Linked DNA regions of Anas platyrhynchos: region 2 is linked to region 1. Evidence: chromatin contacts called from public Hi-C data. All regions are on one chromosome and are shown on one strand. Each heading gives the region's core, a stretch centred on a gene start, on an enhancer-like site or on the middle of the called end of the contact. The rest is flanking DNA. Distances are from core to core; before and after follow the strand shown. Region 1 holds the start of PRKG1 (protein kinase cGMP-dependent 1). Region 2 overlaps LOC106016332 (a long non-coding RNA gene).

Region 1 (2,644 bases), core at 40-2,539:
TATCATTTTTATCATTGGGTGTCTTTGCTTGGTTATCATCTCTACATTGTGGTCGTTTCAGCATTTATCCAGGTTCCTGTTTCTGCGTGGAGACCAAGGCTTGTAGGCGGTCCTTGAATGCAAATAATGAACAGTGCATTAAAAACAACCCTGAAAAGCACTGGTTGACAGCGGTGAGATCTGACTGCCTAATTACTGTGTGTTTTGGGAAAAGTATGCACTTTCTGGTTTCTTTCCCTAGTGACTTGCCAGAAAATGCTTTTGCCAAGCCTTTGAGGAGCGCAGGAACAGCGCTCCTGTTTCTCTAAATTAAGGCTTTTTTTTTTTTTTTTATGAAACGGGATTTTAACGGGGAAATGTCTGGGGGGGCGACGAGCGTGGGCGGGCTCCCCCTACCCTTCTGGGACCCCTTCCCCTCTGGAGCAGCAAGCGGAGAGTCCGGTCTGTCCGTCTGCAAATCTCTTCCCTGCGTTGCGCGGTGCTTTCCTACACGAGATGGCGCTCTTTGCCTTCCAATAAAGCCACATGCAATTTATTTTTTTTATAATTCCCTCCTCTGCCCCCCCACCCCCCCGCCCTGTCCGTTCCGGGGATGCTGCTGGGATGCGGACGGGACCTGGGAGCGGCTCTGCCTCTGGGGGGCTCCAACCGCGTGCGAGAGGCTGCGGGAACGGGCCCAAGCGTGGTAAAACATCCCACTGCCTCCACCCCATTAAATGAGAGGCCGCTAATTGCTTTCCTCGTGCACCCAGGACTTTTCTGATACGACCCCGTCCTCCGTGCCCGGCTCAGATGCCCCCCGGCTCCTGCCCTCCCTCTGCTTTGGAAGGGCAAGGCGACGCAGGAGCCGCTGCTGCCCTTTGCCAGCCGGCATTAAAACATTCATGTCCGTGATGGGCTCTTCCAAATAAGTCCGGGAAGGGCGAATTCCGGCCTCCCCGGAGGCTGCCGGCGCGGGGGCTGCGTGTGCTGGGACAGGGGGCACCCGCCCGGGGGGGGGGGTGGCTCTGGGTGCCCCTGGGGGTGTGTGGGGGGGGACACAGGTGCCCGAGGGGGCTTGGGACAGTAGGGAGGGACTGGAGAGGCTGAGGGGAGCGGCGTGGGGTGAGCCGGGGAAGGGATGGGGGTACCCCACGGGGTGGGGTGAGCAGCAGGGGCCGGCGGTGGGATACGGGGGGGAGCTGGGGGTGGGATGGGGAGGACCAGGGGCGGATGCCGAGTGGCCGGGAGGGACGCGAGGGGGTGCCGGGGAGGCGGGGGCCAGGCGGGGCCGCGGCGGCTCCACGTGGCTCATTAGCGGGCGGCGATTCAATATTTATGAAGTGCTCTCGTTCGAGTCCCAAGTCTTCGGCTCCAGTTACAAGGAGCTGCGTCACCCTCCGATCACATGGTAATTGTTGCTATTTCCAGGCTCCCAGCCTCGCGGAGCAGCACGGAAGCTCTTTCCCCTTTCCTTGGCTTTTTCTTTTTTTTTTTTTTTTTTTTCCTTTTTTTTTTTTTTTCTTTTTCTCCCCTCCCCTCCCTCCCCCCTCTCTTTCCCCGCTTGGCGGCTCCATGCGAGCGGCCCGGCGCTAGCGCGGGGCAGCGGCGCTGCCCAGGATGAGCGAGCTGGAGGGGGATTTCGCCGCGCTGCTGCTGCTCAAGGAGGAGCGCATCAGGGAGCTGGAGCGGCGCCTGGGCGAGAAGGACGACGAGATCCAGGAGCTGCGCCGCCGGCTGCACAAGTGCCAGTCGGTGCTGCCCGCGCCCAGCCCGCACATCGGGCCCCGCACCACCCGGGCGCAGGGCATCTCGGCCGAGCCGCAGACCTACCGCTCCTTCCACGACCTCCGCCAGGCGTTCCGCAAGTTCACCAAGGCCGAGAGGTGGGCGCCGGGGATGCTGGGGGGACGAATCGGCCGGGCACTTTTGGCTTTCCTTTTTTTTTTTTTTTTTTTTTTTTTTCCTTTTCTTTCTTTTTTCCTTTTTTGTTCTTTTTCTTTTTTCTTTTCCCCTAACCACACGCTCAGCCTGTCTGTTCCCCCCTTCCTGGATCAGCGCATCCCTTTGCGCACCCTGCCCAAGGCAGAGCAGAAACCCTCTCCTTCTCTTTACTTTGCCAGTGCTTTTCCAAAGTCCCGACTCGCAGCCTTCCCAGGGGCCGTGAATGCCGCACGCGTGCTTCAGTCTCTGCCCCCACCCTCTGGGCTCCCTCAGCTCCCCACGACCTCCCCGAGGTCCCTGTCTTCTCCCTGACACCCAGAGCCACTGGAGAAAGCAGGTTGGGACCTCCCGGCACATCCTATGACCCCCATGTGCCCGCAGGGCTGTGCTGACAGCACATGTCCCCCTGCTGCTCCCACGCCCCAGCATCGTGCTCAGTAACCCAGCTGGTTTGGGGGTGCTCCTGGTTTTCAATTAAGGTCCACTCGATTCCTCCCCATCTCATTACCATGACATGCTGCTGCACCCTGTACCCCTGAGCCCCATCGCACCCCAACCCACCCGCTCCTCCTGCACCTCTCCCCCTAGGCTGATACCCGCCAGTGGGCTCAGTGTCAGTGCAGGCACCGTCCCCCCCTCTTCCATCGACCCTTTTCCAGGGGGCTGCAAGGCCGTCATGGGCACAGGGCACTGCTGCAGTCCAGCCCTACCAAGGGAGCAG
Region 2 (2,644 bases), core at 108-2,607, 550 kb after region 1:
TCTGTCAGGGTTTTGTGAATTACATTTTAATTCAACAGCACTTGGTTGTATGAACAATTAATGAGGGATGTACGTTATACAAACCTCATATTTTACTGATGAAGTACTTTGGACAGACTGTATTAAGATTGAAGCACTTAATAATTATTAAGAGGCTAGTTACGGGTTTGACACATTTCCACGATCTGCAAGAAATACTACTGTGCATCAGCCACACGTGTACACAACAGGACCGTAGCCCCCTTTGAAATGAGAAAGTCACCTCATTTGGCTATTTTACTGGGAAGAGTTTTTTTTTTTTTCAGGTGTCATATGCCCATAGTTATCAGTGAATGTTTGTCATACGTTTTCCAGGACAAAGCATTTCAGCAAAAGCTCTATTTCTGCAAGGCACCACTTTCATTCCATAGCTTTACAGGGGATTTTTCGGCACCTTGTACTTGTGGTTTCTGATAGGACACGAGGCCAAAATCCATGTGAATTCAATTACCTGGGAAAAAAAATACACTGTAGTTTCAGCAGTGTATTTGTTATTATGACATTGCTACAAGGGAAGGGAAATGAGGAATAAAACAGGCACCACTCAGCCACATCTCTAGAAGTGAATATTGACCAAGGTTCAATACATCACTGACAGCAAATCGAAGGTCATTCCCATCAACAGTTAAGTCGTGTCAGAAATTGACGTGCTGAATATGAAATGTCTCAGTAGGAAGAGCCAAGTTACAGAGAAATCTGTTCACCTTTCTAATCTGTTCAGCAGCACAACAGACATTGAGAAAATGGTGAGCACATATTTAAGGTTCTGTTATGTCCTACTGTCTGCAATACCATTTTGTGTCAGTATTATTTTTGTTTTTGTAGCACTAGTAACGTGCTAATCCTGTGACATTATACTGTCCCGAGCAGACTGGCAGATCAATATAAGGCAATCAGCAGCTCTTAGAGCACATCTTTTAGATGTTTAAAATATATATGGAAAAGAAAATATTAAGCAGTATTATGTCATACTACATAATATTTAAAACAATGCTGGTTTAGTGTAGCAGGACCTTTTTTTTTTTAATGGTATTTTTGGTACCTTTCCTCATCAACAACCAACACGCTGACACATTAAGCACAAAGCCCTAAAACACAGAAAAACATTTACAATTTAATTCAATAAGAAATAAAAACTTCTCACTCAGTATCTGCTTGTGTGTATATAACAGTCGCATCATAGTACCTACCAATAACTGTGTTATTTTACAAGTGTGGCTTTTGCTAATTGTCCACTCACCTCTCCCACACTTTCTAAATTTGTCACATTTAAGATCTGGTCATAATTACGAGAAATCCACTATGCGGTCACATCTCTGTATAGAGCAGTGTTGTCACAATTTGTGATTACTTGAAAATAGAATAACATTTTTGCTGAGACAATAAAATACAGAAAGCCACTCTGAAAGTCTATTTAAAAGCTCTTTCTGTTTAATCCAGGGCTGCAGCCTGCACAGCGAAGAAACTGAGGTCACTCCATGCTCCGTATATATAATTCATGCATTAAAACCAAAAACTAAACATAACCCAAAGTCAACTCCCTCAGGTGCCTGAAGCTTTTTCCCTGTAACAGATCTCACTTGGCATCCTCTCAATGTCATCCTCAGCTCCCAGCCCCCGGTGGCAGCGCACTGCCTGCCTGGAAAACAGTTTCAGCACCCCCCTCTACCCCCAACAAACGAAGAAATTCGGCGTTTCACGGCAGAACATAACTAAAACCGCGTTTCACGAGCTCCCTCTTCTGTCTTTTAACAAAAATCCTGGTGCGGTTAAAAGGGCGCTTTCGAGGAAGCACAGCCAAATCCTGTAAAGTCCTTGCTCATTCGCTAGTATTTTAAAGAGAGAAAATGCGACCTCTATTAAAAGAAAACTGAAATGATTTTCAAAAGTCTGGACCTATCCTGGGATAATTCAAACCCGACAAGATCAAGTCCCTGGTCCCATTATGTCAAGTACTAGTCCAAATGTAAAAATGACTTTTCCAAATAACAGCAGAGTCAAATGAATGAAAAAGCGAACAGAAACAGAGATGCTGGCTCCTTCACAGGAGCTGCTACCAAACTGACACGTAACTTTGCAACTCCACACCCCTTCTGACTCTTTTTACATCTCCTGGAAACTTAAATGGAGTGCCACAGACCGTGCCTGTCCCTTTCTTGGTTAGCATAATGACTACAGCCAGCCTTTCACATTCAAGCAATTGCTGGTGTTTTCCTGCAACCATTTCCCAGGCTAAATCTTTGCTCCTTCATGATATAAACTAGAATAAAGTTCTCAAAAAAAAAAAGGGAAAAATAATCCACGAGTGTGATGGGATACTTGCCCCGGAACTAAACCTGTGTTTGAAGGCAAGACATCTTTGGCCAGCTGCAATTTAAAATCCCAGCTGGCAGCCTGTCCCTGTTCAAGAGACGTCAAGTATGAACCCAAACTGCACGAGCCACTGTTAGCTTGGTTCTGGACATGTCTCTTGGTCTTTCCTGCATCCTAGGAGAGAGATCCACAAAACAGAAGGTTCGCCACTGCTACGTAAAAGCTCATCCTTAAGTTTTACTTATCAGCAGTTTGATTCTCAATTTTGATTATTTTCCTCTTCTGTAACATG

The links. Hi-C and Micro-C count contacts between places; a contact is called where the count stands out from the background.
Region 2: a contact with region 1 is called in a Hi-C map of small yellow follicle, with 5 times the contacts expected there. The contact joins the enhancer-like site here to the promoter of PRKG1 in region 1. A contact is called at or near these places in 3 of 8 Hi-C or Micro-C datasets (F1 follicle, skeletal muscle and small yellow follicle).

The regions. Positions count from the first base shown.
Region 1 is chr6:4,483,173-4,485,816 of IASCAAS_PekinDuck_T2T, forward strand. PRKG1 (protein kinase cGMP-dependent 1) reads left to right here and starts at 1,290. Exons shown (of 18, transcript XM_038180896.2): 1 at 1,290-1,390.
Region 2 is chr6:5,032,299-5,034,942 of IASCAAS_PekinDuck_T2T, forward strand. The region is part of intron 2 of LOC106016332 (a long non-coding RNA gene); the gene reads right to left. Among named protein-coding and RNA genes, the nearest start is that of DKK1, 98 kb to the left of the region's middle. Within about 2 kb of position 1,358, at least 1 of the 8 cell types and tissues checked has an H3K27ac peak or open chromatin away from gene starts, as enhancers often do.